Regions from separate parts of the Anas platyrhynchos genome. Here region 2 is linked to region 1. A link is a contact called in public Hi-C data. All regions are on one chromosome and are shown on one strand. The core of a region is the stretch at or near the end of the contact, and the rest is flanking DNA. Distances in the headings are between cores, read along the strand shown. Region 1 overlaps ATXN7L1 (ataxin 7 like 1). Region 2 holds the start of ATXN7L1 (ataxin 7 like 1).

The links. A called contact is a pair of places that touch in the nucleus more often than the background predicts.
Region 2: a Hi-C map of liver shows a contact between it and region 1, with 2.3 times the contacts expected there. The contact joins the promoter of ATXN7L1 here to the enhancer-like site in region 1. A contact is called at or near these places in 2 of 8 Hi-C or Micro-C datasets (liver and skeletal muscle).

Annotation. Positions count from the first base shown.
Region 1 is chr1:14,413,505-14,417,902 of IASCAAS_PekinDuck_T2T, forward strand. The region is part of intron 2 of ATXN7L1 (ataxin 7 like 1); the gene reads right to left. Among named protein-coding and RNA genes, the nearest start is that of ATXN7L1, 56 kb to the right of the region's middle. Within about 2 kb of position 1,892, at least 2 of the 8 cell types and tissues checked have an H3K27ac peak or open chromatin away from gene starts, as enhancers often do.
Region 2 is chr1:14,469,777-14,474,174 of IASCAAS_PekinDuck_T2T, forward strand. ATXN7L1 (ataxin 7 like 1) reads right to left here and starts at 1,755. Exons shown (of 11, transcript XM_038179339.2): 1 at 1,429-1,755; 2 at 843-911. The coding sequence starts at 1,543.

The DNA of each region.
Region 1 (4,398 bases), core at 642-3,141:
CAACACTGCTCAGAAAATTTCACTACGTTAAAACGAAGTTCTACATTATAACAGTTTCACTCCATTAACATCAGGAAGTCAGCGAGCAATAAACAAAACAGAGGTTGCCTGTTAAAATAAAAACTGGTATGAAAGACAGTGTAACACTCTTGGGCATAAAAACGTCACTGTCCGTTTGCACCACAGGAATATTGGTTATTGTATTTCTTGCAACCACACATGAGTATTCCATGCATTAAGGAAAGACAAATCACTAAAGCAACAGAAATCAGGAAGCCTTTCAATAGGTTCAAAATAATAGATGGAGCACATCCAAAAGATACCAAAGCAAACTGATACAGTACCAGGAGAACTTTTCTGTAGATGGATAATCCACATTAATTAAAGCACTGCTAAATATCACTGCAGCTAAGCTGTTAGTTTAGATTAATACTAAGACAAAACATTTTCATGTAACAATGTGGGTTACATTTTAAAAACTGTTTAGTCATTTTTGCCCTCAGTACAACCTAATGTTTCTAGGAATGCAAGTTATTTTTATTAGGCAGCCAGCTGCAGACATTGCTGGAAGTTAACTGTGTTAAGTTCCAAAAAAATGAGGAAAATTACAATTCTGCACATGCCTTCAAAAGTTTCCCTAAGACATGAAGGGAATCTGTGTTTGAACACAGTGAATTGTAAAACAATTTTGAAGCTCGATTAAAGGAAATAATGATTTATTTGCAAGGTATCTTTTAATTCAATGTAAAGCTGTTTGTGCTTCAGTGTCTGAGATTTGGTCCATACTTACAAGAAAGTATTGCTGCAATGATGTATTACAACATAATCTTAAAAAAAGTAACTCTGAGCAACTGCCTACATCTCTACATCCATGCTGCATGATAGAATGTGGAAAGCCAGGTGATAAAATCTTACTTTTACAGAGAAATCAACATAAAAAAAAAAAGGTATTTTAAGCCACAGCACAGTTCAATATTAAATACTTAACGTAACTGCCATCAAATTAAACAAGTTATTAATTACTAGAAATTCACCCAGCAACACTTCCTATGCGTATTTCTAGGTGATGAAACCAAACTTTTGCTCTTAATAAAAAGTACAGGTTAGTTTTTGTAAATAGGCACACTTTATTTTTTAAGCCACCAAAATAGGCAATGTTTCAAAACTTCCAGAATTATTCCTGCTTTAGGTGACCTGAAGCAGATTCACACATGCAGTGCAGTTGCTGAGGGTGTGCTAGCAGGACACCCAGCACCACGTGGACCACGCTTTACCCCTGAGCATGAAAGGAGCCGTGTTGGCCCAGCATTGTGGCTGCTCAACTCAATCAAATTTTAAAAAAACTTGCAAGGAAATTCTCGGCAGAAACCTTTCAGACTCTGAACCCCCTCCCCACTTCTCCCAAACCAAACCGGTACACCTGCAGGGTGCCTCACAGGAGCCAGCTGTAGGGATTTCCAAAACGTAAGGTGGCCGTGCTGTATCCGCGGTCCCCCTCCATCCTGGCGGGGTCTGTATCGGGGATGGGCATATTTAAGGAAAAGCAGACCTGCCCCCGACTGACAGGTCGCTGGAACGTTTTTAAGACCAGCTGGTGCTGTGTAGCCGAAATCAAGCTTTAAAGCAAAGTTTGGGATAAAAAGGAGAATGGCAAAGCTTAACCAGTAAAGCCAGCGTAGGTCAATGCTGCTGCTGCCTCATCCAGCGTAAACGTCTCATGGGAAACGCACTAAGAAAAAGAACCCTGGCTGAAAGAGAAAAAATAAAAGGAAAAGAAAAAGAGGAGGGCCAGGCAGGGTGAGATCCTGCCTTGAGAAGCCCAGCACGCTCTGCAACACAAACACCGGGGAGCGAGCAGCTTCCTCTGCGAGTGAAGCAAGGCTCCGAGCCCTTCCTGTGTCACAACTCCTGCGCTTCCTTCGCGCGCCCGCTGCCGCAGCGACGCACACAGCCTGCACCGGCACCGCGCTGGGGCTGCGGCCACTGCCCAGGAGATGCAAGGCACCCAGGGGAGACACCCAGCTCCCCACTGTCTGGACTGCCCGCTGAAATTACCTGTGATGGAACAGCTTATAACTTATAACGAGCTTAAGGTTTTTTTAAGGAAAGGCTGTGCAGCCACATAAGAATGAAAAGTTGCTGCTCTAAAATTCACAAAAAAATGAAAGATAAAGGAAATACTATTTTGCATCTCACGGAACTCCAAAAGTCCACTTTACAAAACTGAGTTCAGCAAAGCTTTCTGTATTGATTCCCTTCACGGGCATAAAATGCCCAGGTCAGACATTCAGCTAGCTGAGTATGGCACAGACACAAAAAACTTTCAGGTGATTACGTTAACTGAATCTAAAAGGAGGCTGTAACGCATTTTCAGAAGTATTTTCTCATAAATGAAAAGAAAAACTACTACAAAAATAGCGGTGAACTCCTCAAAACCATGCTTGGGTCAGCTGGAGTGCAGTAAAGTTCGCATTTGCTGAAGCTAAGAGAGGAATTTTGCGAAGTAAAGGTGTGACGTGATGAAGCAGCAAAATGACAGCTTTGTCAGGTGATAAACAGGTAAAGTGTCACCTGTTTTACTTGCTTTTCAATTGATAATTGTGCAACTCTGACTGCAGAGATTAGCTGCTGTAAGCATATTCTTGTGACATTAAACAAAACTTTCAAATAGATTCTAACTCTTCTTCAGCATTAAAGAACATTGCGTTGTTTTCATTTTTGTGCTTTACATATTTTTTGAAAAAACAAAATCAATCTAATCCTACTCTAAATATAAAACTTAAAAACCAAAAACAAGACATAAGGCAATTCTACTAAACTGACATTGAACCAAGGTTCGGTTTAAAAACAAAAATCTGTATTTTTTTAAGTCAGAACTACGTATGGAACAAAAATCCAGGAACTGAGCAGAAATAAAAATAAGGCAGCACACATTACTCAGTGAGTAATTAATGGTTAAAACAAAGTCTTGCATTCAGCAAGATGAATTGTTAGTGTTCAGCAGAAAATATTTGTTTCTATAGCTCTCTTATGAAACCATTATAATTTACACTCAAATATCTGTTTTCTGAACTTTGCTTTATCTCACTGATACCATCTAGCTAAAATTGCCACACACATCCATATCTGTGAGTTAAAAAATAACAAAACACAACCACAACAAAAAATACGTTGTCTGCTTAAACTTTGCTTCTGGTGCACATGCTGGCAACACCTCCATAATTTCTTCATATAACTGCATCACATGATAAGCAACTGGAAATAAAACTGACCTAGCACACGCACTACCGAGTAACTTGAATCCCTCGCTGCGGGTGAGGGCGAAGCAGCAGAGCCTGGAGCCAACCTCGCCAGGTTTCACTGACACTGACCTCAGAAATGCATGGGAGGAAGGGATTTCACCTTCTCCTGCTCACGCTTCCAAAATCCGCTTTCACCTTCTGAGTTTTCATCATAGGAAGAGCAAAGGAGCCACTCACAGGATGAAGTTGACCAGGCATCCTTAAGCTAGGGCGCAGGCACCGCGTCGGCTCAATTCCCCCACGCCTGCTGGCAGCAGCGTGCTGGGAGGGCTCAGAGAGATGACGGGAGGCAGGAGAGCACGTGGATAAAGCTGGCACACCGTGTCCTGGAGGAAAGACCTGAGAGTGCGCCCAGGCAGGATCTTCACTTGGCTCGTGCTAATTGGAAGTTAACAGCTTTTGGGAATTTCTCTTTCCAAGATCTCCGTAACTGGGAGACACCAAAACCAGCAATGTCTGTGGGGTGCTGCAGCCTAGCGCTCACGCAGTTCTTTCTTGGGTTTGTGAAGATAAAGTTGGGTACAAGCGAAGCTGTGAACACAACATGGGCTGGATGCAAAAACATCCCGAGTGGATTCTCTTCCTAGTTCCCTAAAACAAAACAACACAAAACAGAGCAAAAAGCTCTGTTCCTTGCCTCAGCATTTCTGCTGACCTTTTCGGTCTCGTCCCTTTCCAATTGCAAAGTCAGGCTCGTTCTGACCCGACTGACTCCCAGCACGCCAGGTAAGGCTTGTGGAGCAGCGGAAGAAAACCCAAAGCGTTGCAGATCTTCCCAAGACTGACAAATAGACATGGGTGAGGTTCTCGTGACTTTCAGGACTCCATGCAAGGACATGTGAACAGCACCCCTGGGGCTGTGTGTTATGTTCTTGGGTATGTCCTTCCGCTACTCTGGGGGGAAAACACTATTTTATTTATTTATTTATTTATTTTTCTTCCCCCTTTTACCTCAGCAAGAAAAACACCTGATCTTGACAGAGCAAGAGTTACAGGACAGCAGGGCTATTAGCACATCGTGCACTTGAGAATATTCACCCCGGTGCACGCACAGCCATAGATCTCTGCACCCAGCAGTGGCACAGACTGCACCGCG
Region 2 (4,398 bases), core at 505-3,004, 56 kb after region 1:
TCACTTGTTATGAACCGATTTCACAAGTATTACTCGCGATGGGAAGGTTACAAGTGCATAACACTGTTCCTAACAGAACAGGAACAAATAGAAAGCTACATATATGTCCCAAACCATTTCACTAGCTGCATTAGGTGTTACTCCAGTACCGTGTGAAGGACACGCATCACAAACAGAATGGGTCAGATGGGTTTGCCTACGCTCACCAGTGAAGTTTCTCCTTCAGCAACTGACAGAACTATGTCAAGTATGGCATATTAGCAAACACCATTAGCCTGGAATTTGCCTGTTCGTATTTATGGCACCAGAAAACCTTATGACCCAGATGACCTTTCATATTTGTTTTTGCATAATACGCATGACTTAGCCTGGCATAAGGTGGTACTAGATGCTGGCCGCTTCAGTTGACTGTAAATCACACTCGGCAGCGAGAATGAAGGAATAAAACGCGATTCAACCTAAAGTGAATGAACTCAAAGATCGCGAGAGACTATTTCAATGAATAAAAGCGTTTTCTGCGGGAGTCGGCGACGATAACACAAGGCTTCGAGTTGATGCCCAGGTTTACACGCTCATCTTCAGCGAGGAGCGAGTGGATCGTTGCGCCAAGAAGGTCCTCGAAAGAAATCCAATATGGCCACTGACGTGTGGGGGTGCCTTTTGACTTAAAACCGCCTCATCCCTTAGCATGCTGCCAGCCTCACGCATAATATCACGTGTAATACACCTGTTCTGCTCCTCGCACTTGGAGCCAAGTTGCCCCGGGGATGGCCACCTGCCTGCACCCAGCCCCCGAGAGCGGGCGGACAGGTAGCGAGGCGCGCCACGCACCGTCCACTTACCTTCTTTATTAAGCCTCATCACCTCCCTGCTCTTTCCACCCTCCTTTCCAGCCTCTTCCAGCTCTACACCTGCGGGCGAGAAGCGGCGTCAGGCAGGCCCGAGGGGGGCAGGTATTGTTCAGTGCTGGGGGTGGGGGGGGGGGGGGCGAGGACCTTGCGGGGCGATTCCCCCCTCACCGCCACCCCCAGCCCGGGGGCACCCAGCCCCATGCACGCCCCCCCCCACCCCCTTTCGGGGCATCCCCCTCCCCATTTCTCTCCCTCCCCACAATTCCCGTTTTTTTTTGGGGTGGGGGGGGGTTCAAGCGGCGGGGCACGGCGGCACACATGGCAGCGGGGGCTCGGCGCGTCAGCTGAGCGCCCGGGGGGGCGGCACCTCCCGCAGCACGGCCCGGCCCGGCCCGGCGGGCGAGGAGGAGGAGGAGGAGGAGGAGGAGGAAGGAAAAGGGATTGTGGAGGGGGGTGGGGGGTGAGGGGGGTGGTGTCGGCCCCGCCGCTCCCCTCCCCCGGCCCCCCCGGCCCCTGCCCCGCCGCCGGGGGAGGGGAGCGGCGTGCGCGGAGCCGCGGGGCCGGTCCCTGCCCTTACTGTGCGGGGGGGCGGCGCCGTGAGCGTGCGGGGGGGCGGCCTCCCGCACCCAGGCGGCCCAGGGCTGGCCCAGGAACGCTTCGGGACTGGGCACGGGCCGCTCCAGGGCCGCCATGGCGCCGCGCCTGCTCTCCTGCCCCCCTCCTCGCTGCTTTCCCCCGTTTCCTTCGGCGGCGGCGGCGGCGGCGAGCGAACGAGCGAGACACGGGATTCGAGAACGCCGCACGTCATCCTCGGGACGTTCCGCCGCCCACACGGGGGTAGTGTCAGCCCCTGCTCCCTATCAGATCGGGCTCCCCGCCGCACGGCGCGCATGCCCGCGGCGCCCCCCCCCTCCTCCTCCTCCTCCTCCTCCTCCTTCTTCTTCTCCTTCCCTCCCTCCCCGCTCCGCCGCGCCTGCGCTGCGCTCCCCTCAGCCGCCGCCACAGCCACCAGCGGGGCCCTGCCGCCCGCTTCGCCCCGCAGTAAGTGCCCGGGACGCGGTGTCGGGAGCCCGGCTGCTGCCTCCTCCTGCCGCACACGCCCTGGGGGTGTCCGGCTCGCCGCTCGCCATTTTGTGGTGCGAGCCCCTGCCTCCGGTGCCGCCGCTGCGCTGAGGCGAGGGGAGCCGAAAGGCTGTAAGGCTGTAGCGCGGCGCACCTCGCGCAGGTAAGGAGTTGGAGAGAATAAACTGACGGCCACAGGGCCGCACACGCACACTGGGGGGGCAGCCGGCGCTGTGCAGGCTCCACACACGGCGCCCTTCATCCCGCTGCTCCGTGCCGAAGAGCGAAGCTTCCAGCTCAGCAGACGCCTCTCAGGGTGTTGATGTGGCCCTCCAGGGGTCCCATCCTGCCTCTCCTTCAAGGCCCTTTGTCACCGCTCCTTGCTGCCCCAACCCCCTGTGGGACGCTGCATGCGATTAATTTAGGCTAAAAAACACCCAGGGCCGGCCCAAGGGTTGGAGCAGAGCCCAAAGGTGAGCAACAAGAGTAGCTCAAGTCAGCAAAGCAACCTGGGGATGGGCACACAGCACTGCAGCCTAAAAGGGATTTAAGTGAATTTCTTACAATTCCACAGAGATCAGGCTCTTTATGACACTAAAATGGATAAACACTTGGGGTAAAGGACAAACTCCCTTTGCCTCGTATACACTGTCAACAGATGCTGTATTAAATACAGACAGCGTTCACACTCCACCTCTTCCAAAAAGTAGCTGGAATATACAAGCCCCATCTTTAATATCTGGAGGCAAGCCTAAAATCTTTCATACCATATGGCCTGGCCAGAGTGCCTCCAGTCATGTAACACTAGCTACAAGAAACTACAGGAACACAATTAAAACAATCAAAGCAGCAGAAAGCTCGCCAAAGTATGCCTCAAAAGAAAATCAGTCAATCGCGGCAGGCGTGTTAGCAACCAACGTGAAGCAGCCACGGGATGTGTAACCTTAGATACACCACACGTGCAACTTCCAGAAGCAGGAAGAGCAGTCTTGCTATGATACAAAGCCCTGGTGAGATTTACCTTGAATATTAAGTACAATTCTAGTCAATAGTTTAAGTTAATCTTCCCATAAAACAGGGCGGAAAGGGGTATCAGAGAGATCAGAGGAATTAAAAGTCTACAGTATGAGAAGAGCTTGACTTAGTCTAGCAAAATGTAGCTGGAAATGGATATGATTGATGTTTTTAATTATCAGAAGACATAATCATCAATGGGGAAGAAAAAAATAAAGAACAAATAGACATAAATTGCTTACACCAAGGTTGAAAATTAGAAGGTTTCCGGTTGTGAATGAACTATATAATAGCTGCGTGCAAAAACGGGAGACTGGACTTGACAACTCAGAATAAAAATAATCTGATGTTTCACTTTTCATTAAACCATCACTACAATACTAGAATATTTCTTGTTTTTTTTTTTTCTTCCTTTAAAAGCCCCCACTATTTCTGTTCCTGGCAATTAAAACAAGCACCTATTTCAAAATTAAATACTTCATGCTCCTGATTTCAATAGCACATTACAACAGAAAACCTTAAACTGTGCTCACTGCAAATAAAAGTTTAGTCAGGAATAGCGAGATGGAATTCCTTAAGAGGGATAGTAAATGTCATGAAGTTAATGGTCAACCGTGTTTGGCATTTGTGCTCAAACTGACTGCAAGAGAGTTGAGCAAAAAGCCTTGACAACAGCCAAATAGTCTGGTAATTAACGAAGTTGCACTGCACAGCCTTATGCCATAATGCTTCTGTGATTACCGAAGATAATGTATCTGGAGAGAAGATTCAGAAGGAAGACGCGAGCACCCAGGAAATCCCCATCAGTGAAAACCAACATAAGATTTCAGGGAAGTACATATGGCCAAACATCTAACTAATATTAAACACTGCCACAGGATACACAAGCAATAAAGCAATTCCTAACCACACAACTGAGAAAAAGGGGAGGGGGGAGGGGGAAACTATTTAATACAAGCTGCCACAAAACAAGCAAAAAAGTGAAGAAACTTTCCAACTTTAACACATGGCACTAATCTACATGCTGCTTACCATGACACACTGCAGATCTACAGTCTAGGCTCTAACAGAAACAGACCATATGAAAGAACATTAGCATAAAATCAAAGATGCAAGATGTACCAATTCCCTCCTAAAAAGAAACAATCCAGTGACTTACAGTTTGAGAGAAACGTTTCCAAAGCCCTCCCAAAGGAATTCTCCCTCCTCCCTACCATATGTATTCAAGAGCAACATTATCATTAAACAAATGGTTCCACAATCATCAGAATGGATGTGCTCAACTTTCCAGTGATCACCACCTTTACTTTGAAAAGTGCAAGCTCTGCTTTGATTGTGTCCTCACACACGTGTGATCTGCACCAAGGAACGAACCCCATCCCTTTGGCTTGTAGGGTGCAGGCCCTGAAACCGCAGAAAAGCAGCCTCCGTTCTGCACCAGGGTTCCTCCTCAAACCTGTTTCACTCCAGA